Linked DNA regions of Mus musculus: region 2 is linked to region 1. The links are chromatin contacts, called in public HiChIP or PLAC-seq maps. All regions are on one chromosome and are shown on one strand. Each heading gives the region's core, a stretch centred on a gene start, on an enhancer-like site or on the middle of the called end of the contact. The rest is flanking DNA. Distances are from core to core; before and after follow the strand shown. Region 1 overlaps Ccnjl (cyclin J-like). Region 2 has its middle 29 kb from the start of Pwwp2a.

What was found. HiChIP or PLAC-seq counts read pairs in DNA pulled down with a chosen protein or histone mark.
Region 2: an H3K27ac HiChIP or PLAC-seq map of embryonic stem cells shows a contact between it and region 1, with 6 read pairs. The contact joins two enhancer-like sites. A contact is called at or near these places in 2 of 39 promoter capture datasets (embryonic stem cells and stem cell-derived epiblast-like cells), 2 of 484 Hi-C or Micro-C datasets (both in embryonic stem cells), 3 of 115 datasets of contacts at active chromatin or transcription factors (embryonic stem cells, extraembryonic endoderm stem cells and pancreatic cancer cells) and 3 of 9 other capture datasets (adipose tissue, liver and pancreatic islet).

The regions. Positions count from the first base shown.
Region 1 is chr11:43,582,146-43,588,717 of GRCm38.p6, forward strand. Ccnjl (cyclin J-like) reads left to right here. Exons shown (of 6, transcript NM_001045530.2): 5 at 1,035-1,194; 6 at 3,147-4,854. The coding sequence ends at 3,570. Among named protein-coding and RNA genes, the nearest start is that of Fabp6, 16 kb to the right of the region's middle. Within about 2 kb of position 4,641, at least 18 of the 459 cell types and tissues checked have an H3K27ac peak or open chromatin away from gene starts, as enhancers often do. A contact at or near this core is called in embryonic stem cells, where this site is marked.
Region 2 is chr11:43,649,538-43,656,114 of GRCm38.p6, forward strand. No RefSeq gene overlaps it. Among named protein-coding and RNA genes, the nearest start is that of Pwwp2a, 29 kb to the right of the region's middle. Within about 2 kb of position 3,739, at least 68 of the 459 cell types and tissues checked have an H3K27ac peak or open chromatin away from gene starts, as enhancers often do. A contact at or near this core is called in embryonic stem cells, where this site is marked.

The DNA.
Region 1 (6,572 bases), core at 3,391-5,890:
TTCAAAGGCATAAGTTGAAGTAATTCAAAGTTATGAGCAAATTGATAGCAAATAGTTATGTACCAGATATCATCCCTGAAAAGTGCAGGAGTGTCCACTGTACCTGTTAACCTATCTTCAGAGGTCTTAAGCTGGGCGTGGTGGCGCACACCTTTAATCCCAGCACTCTGGAAGCAGAGGCAGGAGGATTTCTGAGTTCGAGGCCAGCCTGGTCTACAAAGTGAGTTCCAGGACAGCCAGGGCTATACAGAGAAACCCTGTCTTGAAACAAAACAAAACAAAACAAACAAAAACAAAACATAAACAAGAAAGAAAGAAAGAAAGAAAGAAAGAAAGAAAGAGAGAGAAAACGGAACATTTCTGGGGCCAGTGAGATTACTCAGCTGAAGATGGAGCTGAATTCGATCCCTGAATCCCACTTGGTAGAAGGAAAAAATTAACTCTAGCAAGTTGTCCTCTGACTGCCACATGTACAAATATCTTACACACTTCATGTGCCTGCTAGTAATATAAATAAATGTGATTTAAATATCTTTAATATTACTTTGTAAGCCTAGATAAATTTATTAATATCAGGCTCATATAGCCATTCATTTTTTTTCATCAGATTTCTGGTGCTTTCTGAGAACCAGACATTGTTTCTGTGCAAGCAGCCATTGGCCAGACTCTGTCCATCAATAATAACCAAAAAAAGAGAAAGAAAGATTTTTATGATTCTTTTTATAGCCTGTCAGCAAGCATCTTAAAGCTTTCTGGGAGTGTAGACAAGGTTTTAAAAAATTGTCCCTCTACACTTCCTTTCTGGGAGTATAGACAAGGTTTTAAAAAAAATTGTCCCTCTAAGCCACAAACTGAATCCCAAAACTTTAAGCCCAAACAATGGCACCTGATCTTTTCTAGTTTCTTATCCCATTTGTAAAAAGCTAACACTACATAGCCCTTGAGCAGATTCATTTGTCTGCTGTTCGGCAGACCAGTCAAGAGACTCAATGGGGCAACTTTCCAGCACTAATGCCTTCTGAATTTTCTTTCAGATCATATATTTTACAAATTCCAGCCTTCCGTGGTTGCTGCAGCCTGTGTTGGGGCCTCCAGGATCTGCCTTCAGCTGTCTCCCTACTGGACCAGAGACTTGCAGAGGGTCTCGAGCTACTCCCTAGAGCATCTCAGCACGTGTATCGAAATCCTGCTGGTGTAAGTCCTCTCCTGATTGGCTACATTTCTGAAATATTGACCTTCTATTTGCTGGGGGGGGGGGGGGAGTGGAACTAACTTTAGGGTGGGGATTTTCTGAGTCTGGGACAGATAGTAGTTCCCCCAGATAAGGTGTTGCAGGCAAAATGAGCAGAGTGACCCCTGACAGAAGTGGTATTTGGAAAGCGGGTATGGCGGCATGCAACTATAACCTTAACACTTGGGAAACTGAAGCCAGAGGATTGAAAACTGGAGGTCAGCTTAGGAGAAATATGAAACTGTCTCAAAAAAAAAAAAAAGAAAAGAAAAGAAAAAGAAAACTAAGAATGCAGGCAGTGGTGGCACAAGCCTTTAATCCCAGCACTTCGGAGGCAGAGGCAGGCAGATTTCTGAGTTCGAGGCCAGCCTGGTCTACAGAGTGAGTTCCAGGACAACCAGGGCTACACAGAGAAACCCTGTCTTGGAAAAACAAAGAACTAAGAATGGGGCTTTGAGAGTTGGTTGTTTCTCTTTGCATTTTTAAGATTGGAGAGAGAGGGAAAAGAGGAACAGGGCTGGGGGCACCTGCTCCTATATTCATGTCTACACTCATCCTATTGTTGTATTTTGCTATTGAGACAGGGTATCACATAGCCCAGGGTAACTCAGTCTCACTATGTAGCTAGTGGGCTATCCTTGAACATCCGATCTTTCTGCCCCTCCATCCTGAGTGCTGATGTTACAGGTGTGTGCCACCATGCTCAGTTGATTTACTGCTAAGGGTCAAACTCAGCTTCATGCGTGCTAGGCAAGTACTCTATCAACTGAACTCCATCCTATCTGGGTTGACTGATGTAAGTCCCAGTGTGATTTTGCGAATTCATTCTCTCATAAGTTCCTTTTCTCAGGCAAGCTGCAAAAGTGACCACTTAGCCAACCAGGTCCAAAGTGGCTTCAGCTAAGAGATCACAGCCTCTTTTAAGGGGTCAGTGGGTAATTTTAGATCTAACACTGTGAAATAGAGATTGGCAGCCAAAGAGACCAATAATGGCTACCAAGAGGAGTGCAGAGAGATCTGAATAGCCCTTGAGCAGTTACCTCCCTCTTCCACCAGCAGGTAGTGACTACCTCTATGCAGGCCTGAGTGACTGGGTCTGGGTAGCAGAAGCAGAAGACTTTCAGTCCCCAAAGAGCCACCTCTCAACATCCGAATGCCAGCAGTTTTGCTGTGATATCGGAGACCCACTCTAAGATGTTAGCCCTGCTCCCTAGACTGAGTCTTCAATTGTATACTTTTAGAGTCCCCAAGTCAAGCCAGGTGATGGGCGTGCACATCTTTAATGTCAGCATTGGGGAGGCAGAGGCAGGCAGATCTCTGAGTTTGAGGCCAACCAAGTTCCAGAACAGCCAGGGCTACACAGAGAAACGTCTCAAAACAAACAAACAAACAAACAAACAAAAACGTCCCCAAGTCAGTACACAACCTGTTTTGACCGATGATGGCTACTCCAGTATCAGTCCCCAGGCTCGTGTTGCTTGTCATTGCTTGCTTCCAAACCCCAGGGGGCAGTTTGCTTTGTAGCTGCTAGAGATTCTCCCAGATGGGGATAGAGCGGGCCCTGAAGAACCTAGAAAGTAGCAGAGGGGAGGGTCTCTGCCAAGTGCTGGGGTGCTGAGTGAACAGAAGCAAGTGGGACCCAAATTACCTGCTGGGGCTTTAACAGCCAAGGTGTGGAGGAGGTTCAGGAGCTGCGGGGACAAGTTTGCCTACTCTTGCACAGGATCAGAGAGGTTTGGGGACAGAAACAGCTGCAAGCTGAGACCTGAGGCCTGAGTCTAGTAAGTCGATAGCCGTGGCTGTGTTATAATGTGTCATCGTTGAGTGGTGTGGCACTGTCCCACTTACCGAGGAAGGTAAGCAGGTGCCTAGTGGCCTTGCATCTCCAAAACTCACTTGAGCCTTTTCCTTTCAGAGCCTATGACAATGTCCTCAAGGATGCCGTTGCAGTCAAGAGCCAGACGCTGGCCATGGTGCCGGGCTCATCATCAGCTCCCGCCCAAGTGCTGTTCCAACCGCCCACCTACCCGACTCTCAGCCAGCCACCGCCAACAACTCTAGCCCAGTTCCAGAGTCCAGCGCAGGACTTGTGCTTGGCATATCGGGACTCGTTGCAGGCCCACCGTTCAGGGGGCCTGCTCTCAGGAGACACTGGTCCATCCCTCCACACGCCATACCCAACCCTCCAGCCCTTGGATATGTGTCCTGTGCCCGTCCCTGCATCCCTTAGCATGCAGATGGCCATAGCAGCTGAACCCAGGCACTGCCTTACGGCCTCCTACGGAAGCAGCTACTTCAGCGGCAGCCATATGTTCCCTGCAGGCTGTTTCGACAGCTAGGCCACACTTGGACCACAGGGAGAATCCTGAAAGATCCAGACAAAGGAAGTAAATACCTAAGAGGAGAGCTCATCCAGGTGGGACAGAGAACCTAGTACCTTTAAGTAGAGAGGGTCTTTGCTCTTTTTAAAAACAAATCAACAGAACAAAACATCCAGGGATACGCCCAACAGCATCTCTCTGGGAAATCCTTCCGTGTATGCCTGGAGGACAAAGACATGGCTCTGTGACCTTTCCCCTGAACTGCGGATCCGATGGAGCATATCAGACTTGGACAGTGAGGACTGCATACATCCGGACTTCTCAAAGACTACTTTTCATAGCCATACCACTGAAAAAGAAGGGGCACCTGACACGTCTGTCTATGTCCCTAGAAGATCCATCCTGAGTGTCTTTCTCTCCCTAGCTCCACTCCAAGGGTCCCATGGCCCGTGTTTAGGCCTGAGCACTGAGCCCATAAGGCACAGTAAGTGGCTATCTTGCCTGCCCTTTGTTTTTGAACCCCAAATCTTTCCATTCTTCTAGCTATTTCACATGCTGCTGCTTCCTGGAACAGTCTAGCTTTCTATCCTGAAAAAAAAAAAAAAAATCTTGTTTACATACCGTGTCAGGGATTTTTATGATACTTGAAAATTCTGTAGGAGCAAAAAGTTTGAATTGCCACACTGTCTGTCTGTCCCACATGAGGCTGTATCTTTTATTAATCCAACTTGGGACCAACTGGTGGATAACAACAGCGAGGGATACCACCTCTCAGGCTCACTTTGCAAGAGTCCACCCCTGGGATGCAAGTGTTCGCCTATTGGACTTGGATTACTGCCCCCTGGTGGGGGAATGTTGTTTGAAGGAGACAAAGGTTTGAACTGGCCCTTACTTCCCTCCACCACTTGCTTTTAGTGCTGAGGTTAAACTGATCCCAGACTTGAGTTTGGCCAATACTAAAGGGTAGTCATACTGTGGAATATTAGAAAAGTGGGGAGGAAGGGACTAACGTGGTATATGACACCAGCGTTGACAGGCAAGAGATTGCTAGAGCAAAAGCCCATGTCTGGGATTTGCAGTGCGAGGGCTCAGGAACACTGTCACCATGTGCAATATGTTATGACTATGACTCACAGCCTGTGCTTAAGATGTTCTTGTGGTTGGGTTTTTTGGTTTGGTTTGGTTTTTGGGGTTTTTTTGTTTGTTTGTTTTTTTCTTGGTCAGGGGACATGCTGTTCACCCATCAGAATTGGAAGGGAGGTGCAAAAGACCACAGAAACAAATTGTAATTTAGTTTTTGAAACGATTGTGTCTCTGTTGGTTTTTGTTTTCTTTTGGTGGGGGTAGGGACTTTTTTTTTTTTTTTTTTTTTGAGATCGATCTGATGTAGCTAAGGCTACACTCAAACTTAGTGCAGAGCCAAAGCTGGCCTTGAACTCCTGCTCCTCCTGCTTCAGCCTCTGATGTATCCACCACACCTTGCCTGCCATCTTGGTTCTCTTTGACTCATTTGCCAATCCAAGAGACCATAGCAGGGACGGCCAGGAAGGTTGGCCACACGCTACTGAGTCAGATTTAACGGCGATAGGGCTTTTCTGAGCAGATGGATGTCTCATGGAAACAGAGGAAGGAAAGAGCTGGATGCAGAAGAGGAGCTGCCATTTTCTCAACCAGCATAGGAACCTGCACATTCGTTTGTTATTTGTGTGTGTGTGTGTGTGTATGTGTGTGTGTGTGTGTGTGTGTGTGTGTGTGTGTGTGTGTGTGTGTGTGTATGTTTCGGCTCCTGCCCCTCCATCTCCTTTACCAGTCTCTCTGTTTGTGTGTAACTGGTTTGGAGTCTATTGTATCTGTCTGCCCTGGGCTTGGGCTTTTGAGAGAAGTACCTCCACTGGGGCCCCAGAACTAGCCTGATTCTCAGGACCAGATGTCCTGCAATAAACACATCACCTGCTCTTGGTCTCTGCTGCCTTTGTCTGGACATCTCTTAGCAAGTCAGCCCTTTCCCACATCTCTCTACTCTACCTCAGTGGGAGTCTCCTTTGGGTGAGAGGTGAAAGAGATTCAGAGGTTTATGAGATTTCTCATGCCTGTGACAGAATGACCCAATAAAATGTTTATTTCTGCTCATGGTTTGAAAGGCAGTCCACTGTGGCAGAGCAGCCATGGCAGGCAAGGGGAGCTTGTGACAGCCGTGGCAGGAACATCTTCATGGATCAGGAAGAGAAATGGGACAGGAAGTAGAGTCAGGCTGTCAGTGTCAAGGCTGGATCCCTAGAGATCTACTCCCTCCAGCAAGGTCCCAACTACAAAAGGTTCCACAACCTCCCAAGACAAGGCCACCAGCTGAGGACCGAGTATTCAAACACATGAGCCTGTGAGGATCCTTTTACATCCTCTGGACCTGAGTCCTACCCTCTAAGCAGGAACTGACTTTCCCTGGGCAGAAGAATGAGTGAGGCTTGACCTCCCAACCTGCTCTCCTGCATCCACCATTGCTCTTCAAAAGCAAACCAGTAATAGATTTGCTGCAAGGAATTGACGCGCACAGCCATGGAAGCTGGCCAACACAGAATTCTTAGACTTCACGTCAGCAGGTAACAGTTGATATGACACAGCGGTGAAGTCTAAACTTTGCAGGGTTGGCCATCAAGCCAGGAACTTGGGTAATTTCTTTCTTGCAACCTTGAGGCAGCGTTCCTTTTCTGGAAAACTTTAGTCATTGCTCTTAAAGCCTTCAGCTAGCTCAGTGGGACCCCATTCACCTGCTGCTCTTGAAGTCACACATCTAAGAAAATAATCACATCCGGGAGGGAAAAAATCATCAGAGCAATGCCTAGACTAGTTTTTCATTGAACAACAGCATCACAGCTTCACAGAGTGAAACCGCATAATTAGCTATAGTTAGTAGCTGTTGGGAGACAATTGGCCAAGCCTCTCCTAACCTGTCTTCCTACCTATTAAAATGGGGGTGGTGACCACACTTACCTGCCTGCTGGGGTCTCGTGATCAACAACAGA
Region 2 (6,577 bases), core at 2,489-4,988, 66 kb after region 1:
CAAATCATCAATAAAACATTATGAAAAGTAAAAAACAAAAACAAAACGGTATAGTTTTCAAAAACGTAGCCAGGTATACAAACCTTTTTTTTTTTTTTTTTTCTTTTTTTTTCTGAGACAGGGTTTCTCTGTATAGCCCTGGCTGTCCTGGAACTCACTTTGTAGACCAGGCTGGCCTCGAACTCAGAAATCCGCCTGCCTCGGCCTCCCGAGTGCTGGGATTAAAGGCATGCGTCACTACACCCGGCTATGATGCAAACCTTTAATCCTAGCACTCGGGAGGTAGAGGCAGATGAATCCCTGAATATTAGAGGCCATCTTTCAAGCCCTGAGATATGGCATTTTGGAACTCAAGCAGCTATGATTAGCTAGCTACAGAAGATCTGCACAAGACTGGAACCATCAACGACCTGCCGCGGAAGAGGGAGGGACTTATGAGGACGTAACCCCTGCGTAAGGATCTGTGAGTAGTTAGAGATGGCTGGCAGAGCGAGTCATTTAGCTCTGGGTAGCCACTGGGTGAGATGTCCATACTCTTGTAAGCAATCCAGTGAAACTCTCTGGGTCACATACTCACAGAAAAGACATTGTGCTGGCTGGTCTTATGTCAACCTGGCACACAAGCTAGAGTTGTCTGAAAGGATAACTTGAGAAGATGCCTCCATACAATCAAGCTGTAAGGCATTGTTTAAAATTAGTGATTGATGAGGTACCATTGTGGGTGGTACCATCCCTGGGATAGTGGTCCTGGCTCCGGGCGGTGGTGGCGCATGCCCTTAATCTAATCCCAGCACTTGGGAGGCATAGGCAGGCAGATTTCTGAGTTCGAGGCCAGCCTGGTCTACAAAGTGAGTTCTAGGACAGCCAGAGCTACACAGAGAAACCCTGTCTCGAAAAAACAAACAAACAAACAAACACAAACAAACAAACAAAAAAAACCCAAAAAGAAAGTAGGCTGAGCAAGCCAGGAGAAGCACACCAGTAAGCAGTACCCTTCCATGGCTTGTGCATCAGCTCCTCCCTCCGAGTTCCTGCCCTGTTTGAGCTCCTGTCCTGACCTCCAATGATAAACAGCAATATGGAAGAATAAGCCAAATAAACCGTTTCCTCCCCAACTTGCTTTTTGACCATGGTGTTTCATCACAGCAATAGAAACCCTGACTAAGACAGACACGGATTTAGAGAGAGGGATGGTTGTAAAGAAGAAGGGGATTGGCAGTGGGAAGGAACAAGAAAGGTTAGTCGGTGAATAAGATCAAATACAATATTGGGTCAGTCAGATATTGGTGGTCCCTTACCCCCAAGCCTGATGAGTTGAGTTCCATCATCTTCTACACCCATGTGAATAGTTAAACAGCTCCTGTAAGCTGTCCCTGCCCCTCCATGTGAGGCACACAGATAAGTAAATAAGTGCAGGTAAGTCAGATGTGGTGGCACACACCTTTAGTCCCAGCATTCAGGAGGCAGACAGTGGATTTCTATGAATTCAAGGCCAGGCTGATCAACTTAGTGAGTTCGAGGCTAGCCAAGGCTACAGAGAAAGACTCTGTCTCAAAATAAAACTAAACAGAAAGAGACCCTGTCTTCCAAAAAAAGCAATTGAAAATATTTTAAATACAGATATACATATATTAAAATATCAAATTGAAGCTCTGTATTATGTGTAACTGATAAATTAATAGAAACGTGTTTTGAGAGGTCTGAAACTCCCTACATAAACCAGGCTGGCTTTGAACTCATAGAGAGCCATTTACTTGACTCTGTCTTCTTATCTCTGGGATTAAAGACACGGGCCACTGAAGTGGAAACTTGAGGGTTCTTTGGAAAGTTGGTCAGATGGTGTTTTGTTGGGGCAAACGCGTGAAGGAATGGACAAGTGGACACAGGTGTGAAAGGCTATGGCAGACTCACGAAGGCACCTTTTGCTGAAGCAGACACAGGAAGGAAGATGTTCTGCTAAAGCAAGCATGTGAAAGGAAACATAATGAAGGACTCTTTGCTAACAACATGCAAGTATTGGCTCACCTTACATTGCATAGTTGAGCTGCATTTGTTGGGGACACCATAGAGAGAAATGCACCAAAAAACTTCTGTGGGTGTGCCACAGTTTCTTGATCCTCAGTCTGCTCAGATGCGTGCGCTGAGGTAAGACCTGTGCTGAGGCAAGGCGTGTGGAGGACACGTCCTGTTTGGATGGAGACAGAGCTTGGCTTGCTAGTATAGCTAGCTGTGTGAGGCTTGTGGGTCTTCTCTGCTCTTTGCTTCCCTGAAAGAGGCACAGCTGAGAACTCCTGGTGTTCCTGTTGGTCCCTCCTGCTGACTTGAGCCCAGGCTGAGGCCTGGCTATCTCTGCTGTCACCACTGTTGCTAACCCGACTCTACTGAACTGGACTGCTGGTGTATCTGTAAGGTATTTTGCAAGTGGATCAAACTGCTGCTGCTGCCTCTAACCTGTGAACTGAACTGCCGATTTCCAGACAACACAGACAGGAGTTGCTCCAAAGAATTCTAAACAGGTGTTTACCCCCCCCCCATCCTTTCTTTTCCACTACTTCTGATGGGTGGTGGGTTACAAAGAAAGTTAAAATGTTTAAGAACCATCATTAAAAATAGGATTTGAAAAAAAATAAAGTTACAGGCCACTATGCTTGGCTAATGAAAACATTTTTAAAATGATGTATCTTATGTGTGGGAAATAACTTGTCAGTTATCAATCCAAAACAAGGGAGACGAATGTTGAAAGAAGGAGGAGGCCGTGCTTTTTGTTTCCCTGTGACAGGGTTTCTCTGTGTAGCCCTGGCTATCCAGAAACTTGCCCTGTAGACCAGCCTGGTCTCGAACTAAGAGATGAACCTGCCTCTGTTTCCCCAGTGCTGGGGTTAAAGGTGTGCGCCATCAGGCTCCATCTCTCCCACCCAGGTGAGAAGTCGGAGCTTTTTAAGCAAACGCAGCTTCTAGGTGCGGGTTATCCAAATACACACTTCCCAGCTTCACTGAAGGATCAGTGTTCAGGTAGCTTAGATGCTTTCTCTATGAAACTCCCGGCAAATATTCCTCTTGAAACTTCACTAGGGCTGGACTCGTTGTAAAGAGAGGCTGCTGTATAACAACATCCTGTCTCAAAAACAAACAGACCAGCCGGGCGGTGGCGGCGCACGCCTTTAATACCAGCACTTGGGAGGCAGAGGCAGAGGCAGAGGCAGGTGGGATTTCTGAGTTCGAGGCCAGCCTGCTCTACAAAGTGAGTTCCAGGACAAGCCAGGGCTACACAGAGAAACCCAGTCTCAAAACAAACAAAAAACCCAAACAGACCAGAACTTCATGGGCCCTCATTCACCAGCAGATCCCTAAAAGGAAGGCATTCTTATTTTTGCCGGGGGATGGAGGTTTCCCAGGTTAGACAACCTAAGCAAACACAGTACCGGCGCTCGGCCCACTGGGACTATGCGGGTTCCTGTTTCTCAGCGTTTCGTGTTGTCTTCCTTGTGAAACGAACAGGTTGGACTAAGGGATTCCTAAAGGTCATTCTTATAAAATCAAACATGTAGAGAGCGTGTACATGGCCCCGGACGCCTCTGAGCTCAGGAGCTGGGCTCTTTTGTCTGTACAGAGGAAGAAAACACTAATTAAGGCCTGAGCCCTGGCTCACTGCGTTTTCTGTCTGCCCTGCAGGGTTCAAACAAAGCACAGCTGTGGTTTAGCAGCTGCGGAATAGGTCAATAGCAAGATACCAACTGCAAATCCCTCGGAGTCTTTCCCCTCGGTTAAACAAAGGGCGGGTCCTTGGGCTGCTGATTAGACTGAGCCAGGTGGGCGGGCGGGGTCAGTCTGGCACTCAGGGTGCACAAACTGGGCAGATGTTTCAGGCTCATAGGACCGCCCCATACTGCCTCCGGGGTGGGGCAGCCCTTGACCCAAACCACGTACAACCCCACTCGCTTCTGCTGCTCCCTTAGCTCTTGGTTTATCAGATTAGACTTTTCTAGAGTGTTCTCCACTGAGCACACCCCGAGAAAAATTGATATTGATGATTACTTGACTCTGTGCTAAGAGGCTTTGTAAACTGATCCCATTTAAACTTATTTTGTACCGTGGCAAGGTGTATGGGATATGAAAATTCACCGTTTTCTTTTGCATGGTGCTAGGGATTGACCCCAGGACCTTGTGATTGTTAGCCCTGTGCTTTCCCATAAGCCACCTCTCCAGCCTTCTTTTTCACTTTATTTCCGTGTGTGTGTGTGTGTGTGTGTGTGTGTGTGTTCCACCTTGCCGAGGCAGAGTCTCACTTATTTATGATGCTGGGCTGGGTAGCCTGTAGTAGTGGACTCTACACTAGAGCTTCTGTGTAATCCTGTCTCTACTTCCCTTTCTTTCCCTCTCAGCCTGGTTTCACATGATCGCTGGGGATTCCAACCTCACATTTGAACTCATGCTTGCAGGGCGGCTGCTTACTCGCTGCACCATCTCCCCAACCCCTCCCTCCCTTTTTATTTTGACATAGGGTCTCACTAAGTTGCCCAGGCTAGCCTTGAACTCACTCTGTACTCCAGGCAGGCCTTGAACTTTATATCCTCCTGACCCAGTAGCCCTAGTAGTTGGGATCCACTAGGCCTGGCTCGTTTTAACCATTTTAAATTCAGTGGCATTAGGTGTACTTATCACTGTACAGTCAGCTACCGGTGGCTTACCATGCTGTCTGCCTTGTGATGTTGCCTCTTGTAGGTATCTGGTTTTTATTACTTGTTTTGAGACAGGGTCTCATGTACCCCAGGCTGCCCTAAAACTTAAGATCCTCCAGTCTCAGCCTTCCAAGTAGATTATAGAAATCTCAAGCATGCAACAGCCTGCTAACCTTGAACTCCTGGTCCTCTTTCTTCTACCTCCCAAGTGCTGGAATTACAGGCCCTTACCATGGTGCCTGGCTTTCCTCTCTGGTTTACATATCAGTGCAAAATTGAAGAGGGACATCCTAAAGCCCAGACCATTTATATACACTCTGGAGTGTTGTGGGCTTAGGGTCTGAATGAAGCAAGAAGCTGGGCTGGGAAGCGAGGCAGCTTATCTGTCCTTTCAGAATTTACAGTCTAGCAGGAGAGAAGAAATACACTGGGCAGTATTATACGCTGCATTCAATCATAGCTGTGGCAGGTGCTTCCCTGGTCCACCACAGCTGACCACTGAGCCCTGGAGCTGCCACACAGCTCTCAAATCCCAAGGCTACATCCATCAATTGCTCCACCAAAGGCCTCTCAGGCAGATCTAGTGCCCTTCCAGCCTTTTACACACTTAGCAATCCTGCCGCTGATTTGACCGAGACTTTTCAGTGTCCGCCGAAGGCCTCAAGGACACGTATAAAATGGTTCACCTGTTCCTACTGCCTTTGTCTCTCCATGATGGTCAGACTGAAGCTTGAGACTTACAGATCCCTAGGCTCTGCCCAGGGATTCTCTATCCTGTCACTGTGGACAACTGAATGTCACACAGGGCTGCTCTGTGCACTGTGGGGTATCCCGCTGGACATGTGGTATCATGCCTGTGACTGTACACTGATCGTGAGTTGGAGGACAGCTTGGACTACCTATGGAGTGTTTCTAAGAGCAAGCAGAACAGTCTCAAGGAAAACTGTGAAGACTACCTGGCTGGGAGAGACAATGCTATAGTTGATCAGTAAGCGGTGCTCACCTAAGCAGTAGCTCGTGGGGAATGCAGCTAGCTCCTAGACCGAGGCATTACCCCTACAGCTGTTGGAAGCTCTGTGGAGGGAAGCTCAACTGAGTCCCTCTCTGTAGGATTTGCTCTTAACTGAACAGAGCTGGCCCACGGGAAGCTCTTCAACTGGAGAAAAGTCAGCATAGGTGGTTCGGAAGAAGAAAAAAAAAAAGCCTCCCCCTCTCCATGGGCTCATAGGGAGGGGCACTGTTAAGAGGTGTGTGTGCCCTTGATAGAGTAGGTATGGCCTTGTTAGAGGAAGTGTGTCACTGAGGTCTCAGAAGCTCAAACCAGGCCTAATGGCTCACTTGCTCTTCCTGATGCCTGCCTACCCAGATGTAGACCTCTGAATTACCTCTCTAGCACCATGTCTGCCTGCATGCTGCCCTGCTTCTTGCCATGATGATAATAGACTAAACCTCTGAAACTTTGTTTCAGCGCCCCAGAAACGCTTTCCTTTATAAGAGTTGTCATGGTCATGGTGTCTCTTCACAATAGAAACCCTAACTAAGACAGTTTCCTATGGACCTTCTTACAATTACACTGAAGCCAGGTGGTGGTGGCACATGCCTTTAATTCCAGGACTTGGGAGGCAGAGACAGGTGGATTTCTGAGTTCGAGGCCAGCCTGGTCTACAGAGTGAGTTCCAGGACAGCCAGAGCTATACAGAGAAACACTATCTCAAAAAACCAAAACCAAACCAAACCAAAACCAAAACAAAAACCAATTACACTGAAATTCAACTTTTCCCTCTGCTCAGTATTGTTTCCTTTCCTTCCTAGAGCTGCTTTGTTGAGATTGGCTTTGTATTGACATAGGGTCTCCTGTAGCTCAGACTAGCTAAGGATGTCTCCCGATTCTCCTGCCT